Regions from separate parts of the Mus musculus genome. Here all the other regions are linked to region 2. Evidence: chromatin contacts called from public ChIA-PET and HiChIP or PLAC-seq data. All regions are on one chromosome and are shown on one strand. Each heading gives the region's core, a stretch centred on a gene start, on an enhancer-like site or on the middle of the called end of the contact. The rest is flanking DNA. Distances are from core to core; before and after follow the strand shown. Region 1 has its middle 13 kb from the start of Gm39850. Region 2 overlaps Gm39849 (a long non-coding RNA gene). Region 3 has its middle 62 kb from the start of Gm39850.

Evidence for each region. ChIA-PET counts read pairs in DNA pulled down with a chosen protein or histone mark. HiChIP or PLAC-seq counts read pairs in DNA pulled down with a chosen protein or histone mark.
Region 1: a contact with region 2 is called in an H3K27ac HiChIP or PLAC-seq map of regulatory T cells, with 2.2 times the contacts expected there. The contact joins two enhancer-like sites. A contact is called at or near these places in 1 of 39 promoter capture datasets (liver) and 5 of 115 datasets of contacts at active chromatin or transcription factors (CD8 T cells, embryonic stem cells, memory CD8 T cells and 2 more).
Region 3: an RNA polymerase II ChIA-PET map of memory CD8 T cells shows a contact between it and region 2, with 26 read pairs. The contact joins two enhancer-like sites. A contact is called at or near these places in 4 of 484 Hi-C or Micro-C datasets (embryonic stem cells and myeloid progenitors), 1 of 115 datasets of contacts at active chromatin or transcription factors (memory CD8 T cells) and 1 of 9 other capture datasets (embryonic stem cells).

The regions. Positions count from the first base shown.
Region 1 is chr2:72,993,986-72,997,240 of GRCm38.p6, forward strand. No RefSeq gene overlaps it. Among named protein-coding and RNA genes, the nearest start is that of Gm39850, 13 kb to the right of the region's middle. Within about 2 kb of position 1,861, at least 221 of the 459 cell types and tissues checked have an H3K27ac peak or open chromatin away from gene starts, as enhancers often do. A contact at or near this core is called in CD8 T cells, memory CD8 T cells and regulatory T cells, where this site is marked.
Region 2 is chr2:72,855,256-72,858,603 of GRCm38.p6, forward strand. All of the region lies in intron 1 of Gm39849 (a long non-coding RNA gene), which reads right to left. Among named protein-coding and RNA genes, the nearest start is that of Gm39849, 4.9 kb to the right of the region's middle. Within about 2 kb of position 1,311, at least 41 of the 459 cell types and tissues checked have an H3K27ac peak or open chromatin away from gene starts, as enhancers often do. A contact at or near this core is called in CD8 T cells, memory CD8 T cells and regulatory T cells, where this site is marked.
Region 3 is chr2:73,068,893-73,072,419 of GRCm38.p6, forward strand. No RefSeq gene overlaps it. Among named protein-coding and RNA genes, the nearest start is that of Gm39850, 62 kb to the left of the region's middle. Within about 2 kb of position 1,974, at least 20 of the 459 cell types and tissues checked have an H3K27ac peak or open chromatin away from gene starts, as enhancers often do. A contact at or near this core is called in memory CD8 T cells, where this site is marked.

The DNA.
Region 1 (3,255 bases), core at 611-3,110, 140 kb after region 2:
TGCCTACAGACCAATCCTATGGAGGCATTTTCTCAATTGAAGTTCCCTTTCTCAAAGATAACACTAGCTTGTGTTAACATGACCACCTCCCAGAAAACAACAACAACAACAGAGATAGTAAACATAATTTGTTTTTTAAAAAATAATTTGATCAAAACTTGGGGGCCTGGAGGGATAGCTAAGTGCTTGATGTGTAAGCATGAAGGCCTGAGTTCACACAAAAGCTAGTGGGGTAGTATACGTGCAACCCCAGCATGACAGAAGAACTGGATTCCAGAATGTTCTAGCCAGCCAGTTTAACCAAAACAGCAAGCTCCAGATTCATTGAGAGATCCTGTCACAAAAAAAAAAAAAAAAAAAAAAAAAAAAATGTGGCATGTAAACGAGGAAAATACCTAAAAAAAAAAAAAAGAAGAAACACAAACTGATCAAAATGTATATACTAATGGTGTATACCATCATGTTTTGAAATATGTATATATCATGGTATGATAATGAGTAAATAAACTAACATATGTATTACCTTATATATTTATCCTTTTTTAAGTAACTAAGAACACTTAAAATATTAAGACATAGAACTGGCAAGATGGTTCAGTGGAGAAAGGTACTTGTTGCTAAGACTAATGAGCTAAGCCCTCCTCCCCCCCGAACCCCAGCATGGTGGAAGAAGTGAAGGACACACACACACATAGATTAGTTTTTTCTTTTTTCTTTTTTTAAAAAGAATTTGTTTATTATATGTAAGTACATTGTAGCTGTCTTTAGAAGAGGGTGTCATATGTCACTACGGATGGTCATGAGCCACAATGTGGTTGCTGGGATTTGAATTCAGGACCTCCTGAAGAGCAGTCAGTGCTCTTACCGGCTGAGCCATCTCACCAGGCCCCAGATTAGTTTTTTCTAATGTAATAAAAAATGTTGAAGCTGGGCGTGGTGGCACACGCCTTTAATCCCAGCACTCGGGAGGCAGAGGCAGGCGGATTTCTGAGTTCGAGGCCAGCCTGGTCTACAAAGTGAGTTCCAGGACAGCCAGAGCTATACAGAGAAACCCTGTCTCGGAAAAAAAAAAAATGTTGAGCCTGGCAGTGGTGGTGCACGCCTTTAATCCCAGCACTCGGGAGGCAGAGGCAGGTGGATTTCTGAGTTCAAGGCCAGCCTGGTCTACAGAGTGAGTTCTAGGATAGCCAGGGCTACACAGAGAAACCCTGTCTTAAAAAAAAATGTTGAAATCTACTGTCTTGGCAATCTTCAAGTAAGCAGTCCTTGTTATTAATAAGTCACCGTACTGTACAGTGAGCCTTAACTTAACCCATCTAATCAATCTAATCGAGACTTTGTACACTTTAGCCAGTGTCTCCCCTCCTCTTCCTGCCTCAGCCCCTAATAACCAGCATTCTTCCCTTTCTATTTGACCAGCATCCTCACTTACATGTGAGATCACACAGTAGTTCTCTTTCTATGCCTGACTTGTGTCACTTAGTACATTGTCCTAGAAGTGGGTCTAATTCTAAAGCAACAAATTAGAAACACTCTAACATTCCTCCAGGAACCCCAGGTTGCACCCCTGACCGACTGCAGAAGGCCCCGGCCCAGATCTGGCTCGGTAAAACTGCATTACAGACATATTTCCTTGAGCATGTCAGCTGCCTTCATTCCCTTGCCGGGGACCTCAAGTTGCCATCCACTTTCAATATTAATGCAGCATGCAAGGGGAACAGGAGGATTGCAGCCCAGGCTGAAGCTGGGCTCCAGGCCAGCATACAGAATGCGTCTGGGCATGTCTGAGGGACTTGCCAGAAGTCTCTCTGCAGGAGGGATGGAGGAGGCTCACAGAAAATAACATCCTGAGGCAGTGGGTGTGGGGACTCAGTTTTCAGAGTCACCAGGGAAACTTTGAAAAACAATGGCTTCCTGCACAAGTATGTCCCTCCTTTTCGAAAGCCCTCACTCTCATGTTCTCTCACTCTCTGTCTCCTGGTCCCTGTCCACCCAGAGGTGCACAGGAGCCAATGACACCACTTCAGCGTCAGACTCAGCCCTTGGACTAGCTGTACACATTAGACCTCACAGGCGTGTTAAACGTTCAGAGCAAATAAGCTCCAAGACTCTAGGGTTGAGCCTGCTCGGTGAACGCTTTCATACTTTAGGGGCTGCCTGCTGTCAGGGCTTCTTAATAATGACCACAGACCCTGGGCAGTTCAAGAACAGGCCCAGGGATCTATGAATCCCTGGAACAACACACAGCTTACTGAGGGTGTGTGTCTCCTTTTCTGTGAGTTTCCTCAGGTTATAAGGAGAGTGTGACAATTAACAATGACTGCCCTGGTGGCTGCCAAAAAAAAACATTAGTGAATAGATTTTTGTAAGATCATGTAAATGTTTCTATGGCAGGAATTAGCCAGATAATAATGCTGCCCTTCCCGTGAATATGATTTTTACCTTAACCTGCCAAGACAACAGTTACATGAGAAATATGGATTCCCCACCCCCACCACACACTCCAAGCCTGATTCCAAAGCTTCTGCCTCCTCCCCAGCCAAAACCCAGTGTCTCCTTCCTGAAATCACTGCAATCCTTGGGACACCTCACCTTTCCCTAATGCTTTCGCTAGGAATATGCATATCATATCTCTCCTAATTATAGCCTCTGAGGGGAGGAGGAAGTCTGTCTTGTCCGTCTTCTTTCTACCTCAGTTTCCAATATAACACATTTACCTCATTATCAGATGAGAGAACTGATTAATTATAAATCATTTAGACTTGCTAGGCCTTTCTACTTTCTATGAAAACAACTAACCACATTTCCTTGCCCACGCTGCACTTAAAATACACTCCTTATAACGGATGGTGGTCTGCTCTATTAATTTACCTGGTTAGGAAATACTAGGCAGGTACTATCACCCACTGTTTTCCTCTCTTTTCTTTTTACTTGGTTGTGAACGTAGGTATATAAACCATCATGCCTTTTGTGAGGGACACAGAGCACCAAGCATGTTGTGTCCTGGTGCAGATGTGTACGTCTCGCAGCATGGACACACCTCAGGGAAATGTCTCATAAAGCACAGACCAAGCTGGGACAGAGGTTGGGAGGGACTAAAATACAGCTATTAATATAGGAGCTTCGTGAAAGAGTCCGCCCATCGGATTATGGGAGCTCTGTTCTGAAAGAGAAAGAGAAGCCTGAACCTGCCTGTAGGAGAGAGAGCAAACAGGAAGACGGCCCAGCCTCAGAGGTGGGTGTGGCCTGGCAGCA
Region 2 (3,348 bases), core at 61-2,560:
CTACAATTTGTTAAAACTTAAAAAAAAAAAATCCTACACAGATCAGCTCAGAGATGTCCTCTGTGAGTAACCAAGCTCTCTGTATCCAAGACGCTGGCTGCTCCAGCTAGAACTCTTGAGTCAAAAAGAAAAGAGAGATAAGAACCAGCTAGGTGGGTTTCTGTGAGTAAAGGTGCCCACTGAGCATGCCCAGCAACGTGACTGCAATGCCCGGAACCCACATAAAAGAGGGAGGAGACCAAGTTATCTTCAGACACGTGCCATCTCAGACACACACACACACACACACACACACACACTTTTTTTAAAAAAGAAAGAAAGAAAAGAAAAATAGAGATAACACTTTCAAAATTCATGATAATAGAATGCCTCCTATAAGTTTTCTGTGCAGTAAAGCTTAATTCAAAGAAACGCCCCCACATTTTGATGTTTAGCCAAACCGCCTCAGGCTTTACAATGGGCCAGAAATATGACAGCCCCGGCTCCCTTCCAAGATCCTCATCTCCCCTCTGGCATCAAAAAGAAAGGGCTCCCTCTGCACCATTCCTCCCTCACTGTTCTCCCCCCACCCCCAGCCCCAGCCCAGACTTTCTTGTGGTATTTCAAAATATTTCCTTATGAACATCAGTAAAACCTGAACAATAGCGGCTACGGAAAAATGGAGTGTTGTTCTCGAGCAATTCAAAACCTAAAAATAAGTTAACGCCTGTGTGTTTGGGTTGAGTTTTGGAAGCAAGCCCAAATGGCTTTCTTTATACCTGTACCTTTGCCTATCCCTGTACGAGAAAGAGCCACCTTTCCCTCTGCAGAAATGGTGTTATTGTTCCGTGAGTTGTAAGCTTTGCAGGTCTTATGGGCGAGCTTGCCCCCAAGGGCAAGACCCGTGCCTGGGTGATGGGTCACTGAGAACAAAGGAAGCAAAACTAAACAAGGACACTGGGTAGCTATGGTGACGAGCTGGGCACCAGTCTCTCTCCAAAGCCAAGGACATTCGAAAGACAAGAACCGCCCAAGGGAACTATCAGGCTGTCAGTGACTGGACAACTGTAGTATGGCCCATGGGCAATGGTGGAGCGGGTCGGCACCAGTACTGCGCTTAGCTGCTTTGAGTTGGCTTTGCAGCTCAGCTCTTCTGCTTCATAGCAAGGTGGTCCTGGTTAACTAAACTGACTTCCCTTGGCCTCAGTTTTACAGCCCCTGAGGGAACACACAGCTTACTTTAACCAGGGACTTTCCGCAAGCGAGGCCCTGTTCTAAGAGTACTATGCCAGCTCTTCCAAACAACAATGTAGGAGCTACTGCAGCCTCCACTGTAGCCTCCACTGTAGGGAGGGGCTCAGGAAATGTCACTCATGTGGCTCTCCTGTGGTGGAGCTCAGACACAAGCCAGGTAACACATCAGACCCTGCTTATATGGCTATTCTGCCCCTTTGGGGTTGAGACCTGTGTACTACAATAGGTAGGACGCATGGCCTATTAACCTAAAATTGAAACAGGCATGAACGAACCCAGAATTAGGTATCCAAGACCATTTTTTTGTTGCTATAGTAGTTTTTTGTTGGTAGTGGTTGTTTTGTTTTGTTTTGTTCTTTTGAGACAGGGTCTCTTTATTATACAGCCCTGACTGTCCTGAAACTCACTATATAGACCCAAACTCATAGAGATCTACCTGCTGAGTGAGAGGATTCAAAGCATCCACAACCATGACCAGCTAGTTTTGCTTCTTATTGTTATGTTTTGAAAGAGGGTCATATGCTAACTGGCCTCAAACTTGCAATGATCTTTCTGTCTTTGTCTTCTGCGTGCTTGGACTATGTGTCTATGCTATAATCCCCAGATACAAAATTCCTTATTGATTAACTAAAGTGGGTTCTACAGGCCACGTGTCCTAGTTGGAATTGGGGCCTTGCCTTGTGGGATTTAATTGGGCTGCTTACAATTTCAGAGGTTTAGTCCATTATCAAGGTGGGAGCATGGCAGCATCCAGACAGGTATGGTGCAGGAAGAACTGAGAGTTCTACATCAGCTGAAGGCCACTTGAAGAAAACTGGCTCCTACATGGCTAGGAGGAGCGTCTCATACCCACCCACGCAGTGACACACTTCCACCAACAAAGCCACACACCTCCTAATAGTGCCACGCCCTGGGTCAAGCATAAGTCAAACCATCACAGTTTCTACAGGAAGATAGATTGCTTGGTTGGCTGGAAAAAAAATAAATTCATAAAACCTATTACATATTGAGATGAGAGAAAAAGGTTGGTGTGAACAGATCAAGCACAGGAGGAAATGACTTAATCTTGAGACTTTATAACCGTAAGACACCGAGTCGCCTGCCCAATAAGACCAAATATGGGATTCTTGTTGTTGCTGATTTTGATTGATTGGGGGAAGAGGGTAGTTTGGGGTTCTGTAGTGTTGGGGATCAAACCCCGGGGCCTTGTGCATGCTGGGAAACATTCTCCTGCTGAGTGGCTCATCCAGCCAAGCATAGGTTTTACAACTGAATGTTTTATAACTTGACAAATGCTTCTAATTAGGACAAAAACACTGCGTGGTGAATACAAAACCCATAGCATTGCTTAGTTATTGTCAAGGACTGTGGACTGCACAGGATCAATGTGTTCTGCTCCCCAAGGCTGGCACCATAGAAGATTTGCTGATAACAGGTTCACCACAAACACGAGTACCCAGTTTCACTCTGACCTTGGTACAGATACTGTGTCACCAAGCAATAGGACGTTTTTTTCAGATCACTATAATCCTATGGAACCACTCTGTTATATGCAGTCTGTGGCTGACTGGCATGCCATTCTTCACTGAAGGAATGTATGCCAAAGTTATGGATTCCAACTTCCAAAATGCAGATAGAGAAAAGAGCTAAGTTAGATAAAATACAAAACCTGCTGTGCTTCTGAAGTGCACATTTTATTTAACCAACACCAGGCATTTGAGACTGACCTACGGTGATTTTAAATAGTTTCACATTTGTAAAAAGTCTGTAGTGGGAAGGAAACATAAAAGAAATCACTGATTTTTTATTAATAATGACTTATTTTAGACCAACTTCTGTATCAAAACATTTTTATGTTTTGTTTTATTATTAGTGTAGCAAGAGATGGGGGGGGGGGGTCACAGGCTGTGGGAAGCCACATGTGCTGTTGCAGAGTGGCGCTGACTACTGCTGGCCACCATGCATAAGTTTGGACAAACAACTAATGTGTACATATGCAGTAAAGTTTTTTGCAAAGACACTGCCTGGCCCAGGCATGATAATGAGGCTTTCAGAGTATAACCAATCAGATGTGAGACATGCAAATGAGGTATGATAATGAGACTCTGTGAGGTA
Region 3 (3,527 bases), core at 724-3,223, 210 kb after region 2:
GACCTATGCTGTGCTAGACTCTGATCAGGGTTTACAGTTTGTGCCTCTTTTTATGAGCTCAGCAGAAATATGTTGCCAGCTTATGTTCTTTTATCTAGCATCCTGCACATGAACTGAACCAAGAGAATTTGATAAGCATGAGGGAAATAAATGATTGGATGGATGGATGGATGGATGGATGGATATATGGATGGATGGATAGATGGACTGGATGCATGGATGGATGGATGGATGGATATATGGATGGATGGATAGATGGATGTGTGGATGGGTGGATGGATGGATAGATGACTGGATGGATGGATGGATGGATGGATGGATGATGGATGGATGGATGGAAAATAACAAGGAATCGACACATTTTTGTCCTTAGACATTTCTAACACATTTGACACGCCGTGACTGAAAGAGAGTGAAAACTAACGCTTTCCAGATAATACTTCTCCAGCCAGATGTTCAGAGATGAAACAAAAAGGGGAAGAAGAAAAAAAAAATAACCCTTCACACTGCTTTGCATTCTGTGCCCACATCTCTAGAAGAATAATGTGGCAGTCATGTTCAACATGTATGGTCTGCACTTGGGACGAAGTTAACTGGGATAGAATAAACATAAAAATGATATAGAAATGCCAACAGCATCAAGGGAACAGCAGGTAGAAAAAGTGCCTGGCCAGGACCACACAGTCCAGATATGACAACTGCCACCTATCAGTGTTAGGGAAGTAGGCTCCTAAGGGAGAAGTGAAAAGATGGTCAAGTGCGGTCTGGGACCTTACATCTGTGCAGCTGTCCTCAGTAGCTGTGGGATCTGCATCCATGGCCGCAGTTAGTGGTAAGAAACTAGCTCTGTACTGCACATAGATGGCTTCTCCCTTGTGTGGACCCTACACAGCACAATAGTGTTTGCATAATATTAGACACTAGTAATCTAGAGATGATTTAAAATACACAGGAGGGTAAGTGCAGGGTATATGCAGATTCCTGTCATTTTATCCGAGGGGTCTGAGTACACATGGGTCTTGGTGTCCACAAGGCTCCTTAGAACCAATCCCCATCAGACATAGATAGTCTGTATTTCAGTGACTGTCATGGATATTCTGTTTATCAGAGTGTATATGGCCTTATCATTTTCTACTCTTCTAAATTCATCAGTAGACGGATAACATGTTGACTAACAAGTCTCCTTTACAGGCCAAAATGGCTAGTATGGATGAGAGGACACTATTTTGCCAGAGGGTACAGACCAGCCTAAGAATCTAAGGACTCAGGGCTGGTGAGATGGCTCAGTGGGTAAGAGCACCCGACTGCTCTTCCAAAGGTCCAGAGTTCAAATCCCAGCAACCACATGGTGGCTCACAACCATCTGTAACGAGATCTGACTCCCTCTTCTGGAGTGTCTGAAGACAGCTACAGTGCAATTACATATAATGAATAAATAAATCTTAAAAAAAAAAAAAGAATCTAAGGACTCTTAAGTACTGCCATTTAAATTATAAGCTATTTATTTGTCTCCTTATTTACAATTAGCACCTGGTAATGTGCTGATCTTATGGAGGTCCTTAGGATCTGTTACCATGGTTACCACCAATGTAAATGCTACACTATATAAAAGAAACAATTTAGAAATGGCTGGCTATTAAGCCGAGCCTATTTAACTGGTTTGGGAGATATTTTATTCTGGTGGAGTCCTTGCATTTGGGTCCCACTTCAAAGTCAACGCATTAAGTTTTTGATGGGCTTTAAGATGCTTTCAGAGCCTTGTGCTCGCACAGTAGGGAGCTGAATGTTTTTCAAAAGAGCCCCAAGAAAGTGGTGCCTGGTAGAAAACAAGTGCAATGGGTGGAGAGCCCGGCAATCTCACTTAAAAAGTGTTCAAACCGCCACCAAAAATAGCAACATCTCCTCCCACAAGCCCGCAGGCTCTCACTCCAGGCCCAGAGGTTTCCAGCAGCTGTGCCCAGGCCTTTTGTGCCCAGGCCTCCTGCGCCCATCCTCCAGTGGGGCAGATAGGAATGTGCAGACGAAAGGGTCTCCCACTGTCCTCCTTTCTGTCACCAGACTATAGGCTGTAAGGCCACCCTCTTGACATTCACCTGGCTTCTCAGTAGGCCGTTAGGAAGCCATTTGCAGAACTATTTGACTATGGACCACAAAATGATTCCGTTGGTAGGATGGGTGACTGGCATTTTCAGATGTGACCACGCCACCTCTCTCTCGGTGTGTTTCTCCACGTAAGCAAGAAGAAGCGCAGTGAGCACTGCTAGGGGCGGGAGACAAAGCAAACCCTCGCCCCTGGCTTCTGTCACCCAAACCCAAGTCCTCGGAGGAATTCAGGAAAAAGAGTTTGAGGAGGAAAGGAAAGGAGAGATGAAAGAAGGTGAGGGAAGCAGGGAAGGGGAGGGAGGGTCAGGAAGTGGGGAGGACAGGAGTGGAGGCTGTGGTTCAGCAGAGCCTCAGGCTGGCCTCTAAGGCAAATGCCAGGGAGATGGGGAAAGAGTCAGCAAGGTCACCTAGACCAGGGTTGCAATGTAAGGTCAGGCCGGATGGGTGACACTGGCCTGAGGGAGAGCAAGCAGTATGGCCTGGGTCTGGAGAGGGGGTTATTCACCCAAAGCCAGACCCCCCTTGGACTTGAATAGATTTCAAGAGGCAAGCCAGGGTCCCAGACCTGGCAAGAGTCATGGGCAGGGATTTGGGGGCATCTGATTAGTACCTATATGTGCTGAAAGGGAGAATAGGAGGGGATCCCAGAAGTTGGGCATAACCGTGGGGTAGATGAGAAAATTCTCCTTAACAAGGAGCTGCCTATGGTCTATCCCCCATTAGTCTGTTGAAAGGCACTTCCAATCAAATATTAGTTTCTCGTAGATTTCAGTCTCTGGGCAGGGATTTGCGTTCATGTCATGTTTGGGAAATGCTTATTTTAGAAAGTCGCCCAAAGTTCTTTATTGTAGGATTTCTCAGAAATTTAATATTTGAAAATATTCCATTCCGCGTCTTCAAGACAGGCGTTCAGTAGATCACTGGTGTGCTGGCAAATGATTAATAACCAACTTGAGAATTAAATCAAGGCTTAAAAGACTTGATTTATAGTGTCGCAACTCCCATGTTGTAAACCGAGAAGTCATTCCAGTTTCAGAGTGTCCCTCAGGGCTGCAGAGGACTTTGTTATTCTGTCAATCTGTGATGCCAGTCCCAGGCTGACATCCTAACAAGCAGGAATGATCCAGAGGGCTCCTCTTCAGGACAGTCAATGAGCTCACATGCTAAAATCTACCTTGGAGATGCCTGCCAGGAACGCGGCTCCACGACCCTGCGCTCACATCTACCAAACCACCCGCATCTTGGCTTACTACAGTATTTCCACAGAAGTGTTTGTTTGCTGAGAAACACTTTCACTGCATAGACACACTGGTCTTGAACTCCTGTGGTCACAGTCTCTGGAGTGATGGAATGGCAGGCATAGAACACCATGGAGTTAGGTTCTTCTAAGTGATCATACTCATTCAGACATGAATGATAAAAAA